Linked DNA regions of Canis lupus: region 1 is linked to region 2. A link is a contact called in public Hi-C data. All regions are on one chromosome and are shown on one strand. The core of a region is the stretch at or near the end of the contact, and the rest is flanking DNA. Distances in the headings are between cores, read along the strand shown. Region 1 holds the start of SMIM30 (small integral membrane protein 30). Region 2 holds the start of BMT2 (S-adenosylmethionine sensor upstream of mTORC1).

What was found. A called contact is a pair of places that touch in the nucleus more often than the background predicts.
Region 1: a Hi-C map of blood shows a contact between it and region 2, with 3 times the contacts expected there. The contact joins the promoter of SMIM30 here to the promoter of BMT2 in region 2. A contact is called at or near these places in 2 of 9 Hi-C or Micro-C datasets (both in blood).

What each region holds. Positions count from the first base shown.
Region 1 is chr14:52,716,674-52,724,241 of UU_Cfam_GSD_1.0, forward strand. It overlaps SMIM30 (small integral membrane protein 30), which reads right to left and starts at 6,313. Exons shown (of 3, transcript XM_038557397.1): 1 at 6,196-6,313; 2 at 5,727-5,820; 3 at 4,274-5,175. The coding sequence starts at 5,126. The coding sequence ends at 4,947.
Region 2 is chr14:52,581,077-52,588,041 of UU_Cfam_GSD_1.0, forward strand. It overlaps BMT2 (S-adenosylmethionine sensor upstream of mTORC1), which reads right to left and starts at 1,382. Exons shown (of 5, transcript XM_038557392.1): 1 at 1,192-1,382. The coding sequence starts at 1,351.

The DNA.
Region 1 (7,568 bases), core at 5,063-7,562, 140 kb after region 2:
CACCTAAGAATAAAAATTCCGTCTGGGATTAATAAGTATAAATAAGGGCTCCCTCTCCACTCCCTACCACAGGAAACACTGAACACATTTTATGTTGCTTATATCTTCATGACTTTTAAGGAGATGAGATTTGTCAGGATACTTTTCCTAGTAGAATATAGACCCAATCCACTATTTTTCTGAACACACAGAACCAAATTCCTTGCATCTCCTTAAATGACTAAGCAGTTACTGCTAAGCTTTTGTGTCAATTAGTAAAGACCCATGGTCAACACATTAGGAATTACTAAAACAGAATCAATCCTTTTCTTTCTTCCCCTTCAAAATTTGGGGAAGCTCTAGGGAAGCCAAATTTTCTTTTAAACATGATGACTTTGAGTTTCATCAGTTTGTAAGCCTATAATGGTAGAAGAAAAATTATGGTAACGAAAATAGTCATGGAAAAAAGTGAGAATTAAAATATAGTGACTGTTTAATATGGGATTTATGTAATATATAAATACAAAATTGATACTTATCAATTGGACACATCTAGAAAAATAGCTCCAAATACCAGTAATGACCTTAAGCATGCCAAGCCTTTCACACTTATTTCATGTGTTCCTCATCTATCTATGAAGTAGGTACTGTTATTATTCCCATTTAACAGATAGTGAGACAGAAATTTAAAAGAAGTGACTCGCCCAAGATCAAATTTTAAGTGGCGGAAACTGGCTGTGTATGTCGGTTGGATTTCAGAGGTTAGATTCTTCACCCTTATTGTGGGTACCACCAAAGAACGTATTTGAAACTCTGGGAGATGGTTTGTACAGAGAATTCTCCCTTCATTATGTGCTTCAGGCTGTATAGCTTCATCATCTTTCCTATATTCAAAGTTGGAAATGGCATTTGACAAGCTTCTGCGGAGCTTAGAAAGTCTAAGAGGGCAAAAGAGCATATGATGTTTAGCTTTTGAGACTTTCTGGGCCTAGCTGGTTCCTTTACAGCAGGTACTTTTGGCATCCCATCAGTCTTTCAGGAAGCTGCCCTTAGTCTTGTTGCTGAGACAAAATATCAATATAGCTCACTTTTTTCAAACTTCATCTGCCCTCCTGCATTCTTGTTAGTCATACTCCTTAAGTGGGCTTACTGAGTAAAGACAGAAATATAATGATTGGGTGAAGATGGGAGCACAGATGTGCATCATATGATAAAGGTCTGTTAAATGAAATATCTTCAATCAATTGTTTACCTGGCATTTTCTTTCTCCAGAAAATTCACTCTTTAAATATGCACTGAGGAGACATTTGATTCTAGGAAGATGGGAGTAGACATCCTTTTTCTTATTTCTTCCCCTAAATACAGCTAAAAACCCTGGACATGATGTATAAAACAAATGTGAGATACTGAAAGGAAGGGCACCTGGGTGGTTCAGTTGGTTGGGTGTCTGATTCTTGGTTTCAGCTCAGGTCATGGTCTTAGGGTTGTGAAATGAGCCCAGTGTTGGGCTCTGCACTCAGTGTCGAGTCTGCTTCAGATTCTTTCCCCCTTTGCCCCTCCCTGCACTTGCTCATATGTGCTCTCTCAAATAAAGAGAGAAACTGGATTCTGAAACATAGAAAGAAGGCCGACCAGCTAGGAACCTCAGGTCCAGAAGACATAGTGGTGAATGCTCTGAATTTTCTTTTTCCTCCTAAATCTCTGACTAGGTACTAGGTACTCTGAAGGTGGCAACCCAGAAATGCCAGTGGGCTCAGATGTGGCCATGGGCCAGTGGAGACCATGTAGAAAGTTTGGACCCTAACTTTAGGGTCATTGGAGGGACATGTGGGGAGCAGTATGTGTCCCTGGACATCTACCCCTATCTGGTAGTAAGGAGACTACAATCTCCCTTGCCCTGAGGCAGCATTGTCAGAGGCCTGCTAAAATACAACCATTAAAGATGACCCAGTCTTTAATATAATACTCAAAATGTCCAGGTATTAATGGAAATCACTCATCATTCCAAGGAAGATCTCAACTTGAACGAGACAAGATAATCAACAGATGCTGATACTGAAATGACATAGATGTTAGAACTATGACAAGGGTTTTGAAGCAGCCAACATAAAAGTTCAATGAACAATTATAAACACGCTAGACAAGGGAAAAAATATCAAGTCTCACCAAAGAAAAAGAAGCTATAAAGAAAATCAAATGGAAAAATTTAGAACTAAACAATGCATGGGCATAATCAGTGAACCTGAGAATAGGACAACTAGAAATTACCCAGTATGAACAACAGAGAAAAAAGACTGAAAAGAAAAAAAGCCTTAAGGACAAGTTAAGACTGCAACAAAAGATCTAACTGGGTCACTGGAGTCACAGAAGGAAAGGAATAAAGTGGAGGGGGCTGAAAGAGTATTTGAAAAAATAATGGTTGAAAATTACCTAAATTTGGGAAATGACATACCCCTATAGGTTCAAAAAGATGAGCAAACCCCAAACAGGACCCAAACATATTCATGCCAAGACACATCATATCGACCTTTTGAAAATTAAGAAGAGAAAAAAAAATCTTGAAAGCAGCCAGAAAGAAGTGATACAGGAAACACACTGATTTTGGATGTCAGAGGAATTGGTGGGTTACTAGACCTTCTTGTTGATTTTAACTAGTAGTGTTCTGCCTTTGTAACTAAACTTAACTGAGCTAGCATGCAGAGAGCATTTAGTAGACATCTATAAAGTATGCTGGCCCTTGGGGGATATGTGTCCATCTCATTCTTCTTATTACCTGCTTCACAGCAGGTGTTATCCATCAGAGCAAATCCAGAAATCTGAAAGAATCTTAAAAAAAAAACAAAAAACCCAAAACCAAAAAAGCACAGAAATTTTTAATTTGGATTTCTGGACGGGCTTCAGTTCCGTGAACTACTTGAAATTAATCTAAAAATGCAAGCATGTTTTCATCAGACTCTCAAAGGAGCTAGTAGACCTTAAAAGGTTAAGAGCCACTGTAAGTTTCTGTTCTTTTCAGGCTAAAACCACATAATCCAGCCTGTGTAGAAAAGAAGCTAAAAATAGAGAAGGCATTCCTCATCCTATCTGTCAAAATTTCTGAGTGCTACCTCATGATAATTTTCCACTTTTAAGGGCAAAACAAGAAAATAGCAGTTTTCTTTCTAGATACCTCTGGAAATACATTGTTCATTAAAGAATGTTTGCTTGTAGTCTTATTTTGATCATTTAAAAAATAGTATCTGAAGGTGACAAAATGACCAATGCACCGTGACTTAAAATGTACTTTTTGACTTCTCCTAATGCCAGTGAAAAAGTTCAGATGTACAAGGAAGTAGCAGCAGCCTCTCTACACCATAATCAATGGGCTGGTTCATGAGCTAAGACCAACCATTCCACAATCTGCATTCCTATTTCCATCTTTAAAAAAAAAACATGTTGGGGATCTGTGGGTGGCTCAGCGGTTTAGCGCCTGCCTTCGGCCCAGGGAGCGATCCTGGAGTCCTGGGATTGAGTCCCGCATTGGGATCCCTACATGGAGTCTGCTTCTCCCTCTGCCTGTCTCTGCCTCTCTCTCTGTGTCTCTCATGAATAAATAAAATCCTTAAATAAAACGAAAAAAAAAAGCATGTAAAATTAAGTTCTATTAATTACACAATGTGTAACTGCCAATTTATCTGAACAAAAATGTTAGTGCATTCTCTTTTGAAAAAATAAATCAGCTACGACAAAAACAGATCCACGCAGTTTCTGCCTGAATAGCATGGCTGTCTCTTACTCCTACCCTCTACCCAATTTCCCATGCAAGCCAAGTGAGCTCAACCTGCAGGATGCCACTATAAAGAGGGTTTCAGGTTGCTGCTGCTTGTTTTCTAATCAAAATTAAGACTCTCAATGTTATGTGGAGAGCTAGATTGGATAATGCATGGTTTCAGTAAAAAACTTGATTACTTGCTTCCAGTAGGACCCTCATGTAGTTTGATCCAATTGGTTTGGATGAAGTCTGAGATTCTAACAAGAAGCCAGGTGATAATGCTAGTTTGAGGACATTTTGAGTATTAAGGTCAGAGAGGGTACATCTCATCTGGTTAGTATAAAAATCAGTATAGGCCATTAACTTTTCCTTCTGTATCTGTGGATTCTCTACCAGGGGCTTCTCCTACCTTGATCCTGTCCATTTCTCATTTATCACTGATAGTGCTTTTATAAGCTAATGTGATCACTTACGGTAAGGCACTCCACCACTTAGCTGACATAAAAGTCTATACGAAGATATAAACAGAATGAACATCACACATTAACTTAAAACATAATGGGTTTATATTTAACATAGTACTTCTCATGATGGAAATGTTAACTCAGTTAGTATAAAGCTTTTTTTTTTACATTAAATCTCGTCTCCATTTCAATGTCAATATAAAGTAACTTTTTTACATTAAATATTTTCTTCATTTCAATATTAGATACATTGAATACATTTTTCTTACTTCTCCCCCAAGAAATAAAAATTTTAATCTCTGACTGACTGTATTTAATATCTAAATACAATATTAATTTGGGAGATAACAGAACGAAAAACTAATAAAAATATGGAGAAAAGACTCCTCAGTGATGGAGGAGGCACGGGCAATTTCCTAGGATTCTGGGTAAGGGTTTCCTTCTTCCTATTTCACTTTGAAAACTCTGAAACTATGAAATAATATGAAATTTCAGTCATCTGACTTCTTTGACCCTTTTTCTAACTAGCACATATGAATTATAGACTACTTTTTTCAGTGTATTATTTGTTGTGATGAACCCCCCCCCCACCACCACTGAACACGTATCAATTTGTTCCCACTTACAGGGAGATAATTAAGAATGTGAAAATACCCTATTTCGTGGGATCTTCTAGACACTAAAGCTCAGTTTTTAACCTCAATAACACAAAGGTTTTCCGGGCAAGGTCTGATTCAGAAGGCCCATCAAAATCACATTTGTCCATTCCTCTTTCGTGCATAGACGCCCAAACAGGCACAAATGCCTGTAATGCTGAGAGCCACACCTAACAGGAGAGCGATTGCATCTCCAGCTTCTACTGCTTCAACCACCGGCAGCACCAAAAGCAGTGAAATGACGACCAAGAACAACTGTGTTGAAACTGAGGTCATGATGTTGGGATCTTCCAGGTTATCTCCGGATCTTGAGGGCTGAAGGTTTCTAGAAATCAGACAAGGAAACAAAAAAGGAAATCGTTAGAAATTCCCACCTTTCCAGAGGACAGTAAAAATCCATCAGTAGCAATCCACACACCTTTTCAATGTAAATTTCAGACCCCTCTCCTCATTTTATGGTAGGAAAAAAAAAAAAAAAAAAAAAAAGAGGGGAAGTCGACAAAAGGCATTTAAAGAATGGCCTTTTGGGGCTAACCTCCCCTTTTCATGATCATCCCTCGACTCCAGCAATTTTTCCCACACGCTATCGTGCCAACGTCGTGAATCGGCTAAGCAAACTGAACGGAATGAAGAACAAAGGGAAAACACACCAGGCACTCGGAAACTTAAAACATCCTAAAAGTTAAGTATGTATGTATGTATGTATGTATGTATGTATGTATGTATAAATAAATAAATAAATAAATAAATAAATAAATAAATAAAAAAAATTTACATTTTCTTAGCATTTCTGTCATCCAGGCGATGCAGACCGGTCTGGCAAAAGTCATGCAACGCAGAAGTCCGTGAGGTCGTGGGGAATTCGTGTAAACTTACCAAAGGAAGGATGTGCGTGTGGAGCGTATCCGATTGGAAACTGCCCCTTCCCGGAGTTGGGGCGCCGAGGCTAAGAGGTGCCACGTGACGGAGCCTGCGATCGCAACAGGGGGGGATTTAGGATCTACTCCCCATCCCCACCATCAGCGTCCTCATCCGGGAGGCGGCCAGGGTCCGCGCAGAGCGAGGGAGGGGCGCGAACGCACGACGGAGGGAGGGTCACTAACCCGCGGGACGAGCTCGTCGTTCAGGCAGCAGAACTAGACTTAAAGTTGGTCACTCCGCCCGCACGGGGATCAACGTCCAAATAAATCGAACCCCGAGACCAGTTCCCGCCAGGCCTTCACATTAAGACCTTAAGAACAATCCCTGCTTCGCCCCCGCGCGGTGCAAACCGGACCCCCCCCCGCGCTTTACAAACACACCGAAGCGACCCCAAATACCCTCCGGGGAGGAGTTGGCACCTTACCTTCCTGGAAGCGGCCATTAGAGGAATGGCGGAGAGGGCGGGGCCTCCGGACTACACTTCCCACAATCCCCGCTGCCGACGTAGTGGGCGGGGCCTCCGGACTACACTTCCCACAATCCCCGCTGCCGCCGGCTCCCCGGGACGCGCGCCTGGCTGAGGGAGGGACGGGCGCGCCGTGCGGGCGACGAGCCGGAGCGAGCGTGCGGGGCGTCCTCCCGCGGCGGCGCAATGTGTTACCGGTGAAGTGGTTTAGTGTGTTTGTCCCAAACGCTCTCTCAGAAAGGAGACGAAGACCTGACAGCAAGTATTTTTTTTTTTCTTTACCCGCTTAACGTTTTAAGACATACAAGTAGTTCTTTTTTTTTTTTGTTTCTGCGACTAAAATGAAGACACGACCGCGGGAAGATAGCGCCCGAGCACAGCCGTCTGCCTCGGACCCTGTGAAACGAGCGGCCTCCAGCGTTTTGCGGCGGGGGAATCCCCCGTCACCATCCTCCCGCTGTGCCCTGTGACGTGTTCGTTGATCCCCTTTTAAGCAATGGGGGGGGGGGGGTGTGCGTGTGTGAGAGAACACGTTGGATTAGACGTGGTTGGGAGGCGTGAAAGGCATTTGTAGGGAAAAAGCAAAGTGTAGGAAAAGTGGTTTGTGGGACGATGTGCTGTGTCGGGGCTCCGGAGCGGGGAGGACCGGCCCCCGTCGTTCGGGAGCGCGTGTGGGGCGCGCTTCGTGGCGTCTCCCCGTTTCCACCACACCCACCCTGACCTGACCGCCCCCGGGTCCTGCTGAGAAGACGTGAGGTGACTGCTTTTTTTTTTTTTTTTTTTTTTTTAAATCAGGAACGAGTTGTTTGCGTGGGGAAGGCCACCCTTGCTGAGGGGCACCCTTGACGTGCGGTCCCTGTGAAGCCCTCAGGTGAGCCTCCGCAGGCGCCCGTGCGACGATTCCCTTGGCACCCCCCCCCCCCCCCAGGTTGTAAGTTCCTGGTGGCGCGGGTTATAGGGGTGAAGTCGCCGCCCCGCCTGCTCCTTCAGCTCGGCGACATGCGACCTCGCATCTTATATGTATATATATATATATATATTTTTTTTTTTTTTTTCTTTTCCCTTAAATGTTACCAGTCTCTCTAGACCGACGGCAAAGCTTCATAGTCCTACCTCCTAACACGCCCCCCGCAGTAGAACTGGCCGATCGTGATTATTTGAATAAATACAAACATCAAATAAATGAATTTGATAAGTACATACATTCAAATACATTTGAATAAGTAATCGTAATTATATAAATACACAAACAAATAAATAGCTAAATTGAGACAAATGCCAAATAAGCCAAACCAAGGCCTCTTGCGTATCGGAAATCCGAGGATGACTCC
Region 2 (6,965 bases), core at 132-2,631:
ATTGAAAAAGTGTCGTGTAAAGCGAAAGTAACATGCAGTTGCACGGCGCTGTCACAATTTTGCTTCTAACCCCGAATTTAACGAGGTATAAAGCTAACACTAGAAGGCTGCCGTCTTTTCGGTGTGCGATTAAGTTAAAGTGAGAGCAAGCGGGAGGTGACCTCCCCCGCCGCCCGCCCCCCCCTCCCCTCCCCCCCGTTTTGATGCACGGAAGAAATCTCTCCCGAGCGTGTGGGGAAAAACAACAACAACAACAACAACAACAACAGCAAAAACAAAACAAAAAACTGGTCATTTTCATGTGGTCAGTGCAGTCTTCTGCAACAGCTCCGTCGAGAAGCCTGGTATTTAAAAACACCACGGATAACCGCAGATCCAACTAGCAACGCTCCCGGGGCGGCAGCCGCAGAGGCTACTTAAGATCTTCCACAGGAGAAGGTTCCCGGCGTCGGCATCTGCGTCCTCCGGAGGAGCCGCCCACTCGGAGCTATCAGGGGGATTTCGAGAGCCTGCCCCCCAGCTCTGCCCCGGCGAGGCGCGCGCGGAGGTCCGGCTGGAGGCGGGGCGGGCGGCGGCGCCCCTCCCCCTTTAGCGAGGTGCAGTCCGGTCGGCGCGGCGGCCCGCCGACTCCGCAGCCCGGCCTCCGAGGGCTCAGTCGCGGGCGGCACGTCACTCGGGCTGGTCGAGCGCGAGGCGGCGAGCGGCAACTCAGGCTTCCTCCGCGTCTGGCGCTCCCCAACGGGTTCTACCTGCCTCCGCCGTTTACCTTCGCCTCCCCGGCGACCGGCGGCCCCCGCCTCTGCGGGGAGGGCGCGTGTGCGCGCGCGCGCGTGTGAGTGTGTGAGCGAGCGTGTGTGTGTGTGTGTGTGTGTGTGTGTGTGTGGTGACAACACGCCCGGCCCCCCGACGGGGCCCAGGGGACTGACCGGGAGGGGCGGGGACTCCGTCCCTCGGCGGCCCCGGAACTCTCCGGGAGGGCCCTCCGCGACCAGGGGGCGGGCGGAGCGCGCCCGACGCCGACCGAGGGCTGGACCGAGGAGGGGGCGTCCGGGCCCGGAGGAGCGGCACTGGCAGGGGCTGACGTGCAGCTCCTTCAGGTTGTAATGGTGGCCCCTTGGGGGAGGGGAGAGGTGACAGGGGGCTGGGGGCGACGACGCCTCCCCTCCCCCCTCGCTCGAGCTCGCTGTTTACCTTCCCGGTACTTCTTGCGGAGCCGCCGGTGGACGCTCTTCACCACCCCGGAGAGCTTCTCCTGCTCCAGCTTCCGCTCCTGCTCCCGAGGCGGCGGGGTGCTCGGGGGCCCAGCCCCAGGCCTGCGAGCACCGCCTCGGCCGCCGGCCTCCGGCTCCATGTCGCCGCCGCCGCCGCCGCCGCCCCTCGGGCCCCCGCAGACGCCTGCCTGACGGAGGAGGTGGGGAAGGAGGAGGCAGCAGCAGCGGAGGCAGCAGCCGGGGGAGGCCCGGGGAGCCGAAGCGTCGGCCTCGGAGGTGGCCCCTCGCCCAGGCGCCCGAGCCGATTGGCGGACGCTGGAGGGCTGGGCGGAAACGGAAAGGGCTGAGGGCCAATGGACGGGGAGCGCCGGCGGTGCACCCGGGTGTTTGGGCCGGCGAGCAGCTGGAGGGGGCGGGGCTTGCGGGCCCGGGGAGCGCGGCGGGGGGAGCGCGGGGCCCGGACGCTCCCGTCTGTCTGCTCCCCGCCCCGCGCCCCGCTCCCCGCTCCCCGCTCCCCGCTCCCGGCTCCCGGCTCCCGGCTCGGTGCGCAGGCGCCGAGAGCCCCCCGCGCTTGCGCCGCGGAGTTTGCTCAGTCGGGGCTCGCGGCTCCTGCCCACCCGCCCGCCTGGCGTCTCCCGGCCGTGCGGTCCGCAGAGACATCAGCGTCCTAGCGCGGAGCGGCTCGGAGCCTGCGCCCCGAGCGCCGCCGAACTTTGTCACGTAGAGGTTCTCTGCGGCTGCGCAGCGCGGGGGAGCGCTTTGGAGCGGAGTCGACAGCACCGACGGGAGTTTTACGCTCCGAGGGACCCGAGCGGAGATGCTCTCGTTGGCGCCCAGGAGAGGTCGGCCTGCGGAGCGTGGACTTCGTGCACGGGATGCACGGGCTGCTCGGGATGCACGGGATGCACGGGCCGGCAGTGCCTGCAGCGCCAGAGCTGCGCAGAGGACCCAGGAAGTGGGGAAAGCCGAGGGCCACGGAAGGAGGTGACGGCGGAGGGTCTAGGAGAGACGGAGAGCCCACAACGCATGCCCTCGGGAACTGTCGCGGTGGCCCGGGGAGCGTGCCCCGATTGAATTTGCATCAGGACCGAGTGCTTTTAACCCCGGCTTGAGGGTGTTCTCCTTTAATTTGGTGGGTCCGTCCATGTGGAGGGTCGCCTGCGTGGGCTTGGCAGCTCACACCTGCGGCCCCTCCTCGCCCTCCTCTTTGGAAATTGCTGGGGAGTGTGGCTGCTGATTGCGCCCTTGCTCCCCGGAGATGCGTGCGCGGGCCGTATTAGCTCCTGCGGTTGGTACCGAGGCGGCTGCCCGAGGCCGAGAGCTCCTGGAGGGTCGGGTAGGGTAGGGTTGCAGAGTACCCTCGAACCGCGTGATGCTGTTTGTAAATCGTTGCAAAAACTTTTTGACCTATGACCTTACGAATATAAATAAAGCTTGAGTTGTGTGACGTTTATATGCCACCTTCTGAATAATGAAGACCCTGAAGAGCAGAGCATTGTGCACGCTCTCCAATACACAGAAAGAACAGGACAGGGGAAATGAAGGGAGAAGGTGCATGGAATATAAGGATGGAAGATGCAATCCTACCCGCACTGTGAAGAGGCAGGTCAAATACAGATAAGCCTCAAAAGAACTAGTTATAATGAAATGACACACATAGGCCTAATAAGTTGAGGCTAGGGTAGTCTTATTTGGTTTTGTTTTGTTTTTTCATTTGGAAAGAAAGAGAAGCTTTAAATGACACATTTGTTTTGGCTCTTTCCATATTTTACTATATATGGGAGGTGAAAAGAGTTGCAAATATTTGGAAGTCACAACCACTGTAAAAGAGGGCATTCAATTTCATTTGTACTGTACTAAGAAAAGAAACTCCCTGCTACTACTAGCAAATGAATTTTAAGGTCCTTTTTAAAAAGTCAATCCCGTATCCGAAGGAAATTGGGGAAATACGGAAGGGAGTAAAAATTGCTGAGAGAAGATCTTAAGTGTTCTCATCACAATGAAGAAATAAATGATACATTTGTGGTGGGATGGAGTGGTAGCTAATCTGATAGTGGTAATCATTTTGCATTTTATAAAAGTATCAAGTCAAGATGTCCTACACCTTATACTTTCACAATGTTATTTGTCAGTTATTTATCAGTGAAGCTGGGGGTGCAGGGAGGAGAAGTCAGCTGGAAACCAATCACTGGGAGATAACAACTTAACATTTTTTTCCCCTTTGCTTGTATATCTTTATTTCAAATGGGATATTTTTGATGGATATAAGGTAATCTGTTATATGAATAGCCTGTCACTTTAGTAACCAATTCCCAACTATAGTATATTTATGTTGTTTCCAGTTTTTCTGTGTTCCAAATAATGCTGTGATGAACACCCTTGTATACAAACGTTTGTCTATATGGGACGCCTGGGTGGCTCAGTGGTTGAACATATGCCTTTGGCTCAGCTGGGGATTCTGGGGTTCTGGGATTGAGTCCCACATCAGGCTCCCCACAGGGAGCCTGCTTCTCCCTCTGCCTGTGTCTCATGAATAAATAAATAAAATTTTTTAAAAAAAAACTATATTAAAAAATAAATGTCTTATATATTTCACTACACTAAATTTCTAAAAGTCAAAAAATTTTTAATCAAAAGGTCAAATTTTTAACTAAAAAAGTTTTAAGGTTTTCAATGTATATTGTATTGTCAAATTGCCTTTTCTGAAAGGTGGTAGCAGTTTATGTCACCTCCAGCAGTATATATGAATGTCTATTTCACTGCACCCTTATCAAATATAAGTGTTACAATTGACAAAATCACTAATGAGATTTTTAAAAGGTCTTTGTTTTTAGGAAACATTCTGTTTTTTAACTAGCTATTCTAGTTGGTATAATATTAACATTGAATATTAATATAGCGGCAAATAAAAGGAACTTATTCAATACTCTAGTTGTCATTTTTCAGGCAAATCAAAGATGTATTTTACATTGTTTTTTGGTTTCATACTTTCTTGAGAAGCAATTTGAGAAAGGAATTGGAAAGCTGGATTTTATTCTGAAGTTGCATGAATTCAAATAGGGCAAAGGCCAATATGACCAATACTGACTTTTCTTAGGAGGACTATGGCAACTGGCCATAGACCACAGTTTAAAAGGAAGTTTATAGCCTTCCTCTGGTGTGATTAATAACATTGGAAAAAGCTTTCCTTCTGTTAAGGTAGCAGAAGAATGGTAATGAGATTTTCCATTTAAGTAAGACATTTGCCCTAATTGCTGCTAAGAGTGGTTCTCTGCAGGAAGTATGTTTGGTGCCATATTCAACAAGCATATCCTATATGCAGGAAAATATCAACACCTTCCCCCACTCCATGTGATGACAGGATTTCATTTACTGTAAATTTCTTATTTTTAAAAAAATTATCTATTATTTTAAATGGCTATTGGAAAAAGAGATGTTGGAAGAAAACAGTATTCACTGAGCAGGATAAACCAGTCTGGGAGGAAGAGGCATTTTTCTAATGACCGAACTAAACCCCTGATAACTAAATTTCTCATCCTCATTCTTTGCCTCACCTGACCAACTTTTACAGTCTTCCCCATGCACATTTGGTGTGTCATAGTAAGCTTCTCCATCAAAGAATCACTCAGTATAGGAAAAATGTCTTGGCAAAAAAATACCTGTCTTCTTTGTTTGCAGTTATATTCATTTTAAGGGAAACAAATTCCCATAGACTGTAAGAGTCAACATGTAAAATTAAATGCATTCTAAGAGTTCAAAGAAATATTCATTGGTGATGAAAAGTAAAATTTAAAAATCTGTATCAAAATTTGGGTGATGAGGGGATCCCTGGGTGGCTCAGTGGTTTGGCGCCTGCCTTTGGCCCAGGGCGTGATCCTGGAGTCCCGGGATCAAGTCCCACGTCGGGCTCCCGGCATGGAGCCTGCTTCTCCCTCCTCCTATGTCTCTGCCTCTCTCTCTCTCCCCCTATGTCTATCATAAATAAATAAATAAATCTTTTTTAAAAAATTGGGTGATGGCACTAAGTGAATAGAAAGATTCAGGGTACACTTTGTGTAAATGGAACACACTTTCCAAACACACTTTCCAAACACACTTTTCATTATGTGTTGAGTATTCCTGTAGATCGGAGAAGACTACACAGTAGAAATTGGGGTTCTTTAAATGATCTAAAGCATTAATCATTTATTTTTATTTTCCACCATGTTATTATTTATCCTTCTTTGACCCTCTTTAGTATCAAAATCTTAAAAAAAAATAGGTTCTATTTTTCTAGTTCTCATTTTAACTGAATTTCTAAAAATTCTATTTCTAAATAGCCACGAACCAAAGATTTGGCCAGCTTGAAATATATCTCTATCTTCAGTAACAAAAAGGTACATCAAGTCTTTTTGTACTATTGATATGCACCATTATATATTTTATAAGTGTAAATTTTTTTTTAATTTTTTTTATTTTTTTAATTTATGATAGGCACACAGTGAGAGAGAGAGAGAGAGAGAGAGAGAGAGAGGCAGAGACATAGGCAGAGGGAGAAGCAGACTCTATGCACCGGGAGCCCGACGTGGGACTCGATCCCGGGTCTCCACGATCGCGCCCTGGGCCGAAGGCAGGCGCTAAACCGCTGCGCCACCCAGGGATCCCATATAAGTGTAAATTTAACATTAATACTTCTCTTAATTAAACTAATAGTGGAGAACTAGCAAGAAAAGAAGTATTTTCAGTGATATATTTCATTCAGTATGGTGAACTGATTACAAACTTTAAAATTCCTTCTATTTATTGAAAATAGAATTATTTTCTTAAAGAATTTGTTTATAAGTACTACCCAATGTCTCCCCTGCAGTTCTTACCATATCTGCCAACATACAAGTCTTTAAAACAGCACAGATTACCTCTCTTTTCAGAGTTATATGCAGAATTGTGTTTAAAACTAGTATTAACTACAGCAAGTGAAAACCATTAATTAGTACCTAACTCCCAATGTAATGATAGAATTCACAATATTTTTGTAATATACTAATTAGTGAAATGCATTTAATTTTCACAACAGGACTAATGTAGGAAGATATCTACATAGAACATGGGGAGTAAACTTCCAGGTGATAAATGATGTTCTTACAATGGAGCCTGGTACTAAGAGAATTTCTGCGTCCTAATTTCAGCTTTCTGTTAACCACTAGAGCATCAATCACTTGATTTCTCTAAGTTTTATTTTTCTTTCTTCATATGTTAAATGAAGAAAGATTTGACTAGTGTTTTTCAATATTTTTTTACCATGATACACAGTAAGAAATACATTTTTTAAACTAATACATTTTACTTATCTTTTTCTTTTAAGATTCTATTTATTTATGAATGAGAGACACACAGAGAGATAGACAGAGACAGAGAGAGAGTGGCAGAGGGAGAAGCAGGCTCCATGCAGGGAGCCTGCCGTGGGACTCGATCCCTGGTCTCCAGGATCAGGCCCTGGGCTGGAGGCGGTGCTAAACCGCTGCCCCACCCGGGCTGCCCACTCATTTATCTTTAAAGACATTCAAATGGCCAACAGATACATGAAAAGGTGCTCAGCATCATTAATCATCAGAAAAATGAAAATCAAAACCATAATATTATTAAAGGATATTAGGTGGCCCCCAATCTCCAGAAAGACCAAAGAGGCAGACTTGGAGACCACCCAACTTGGATCAACACCTAAGTCAGACCCAGTGACTATGCTCTCTGGCCAAACCCCACTGACTCTTGTCCCTT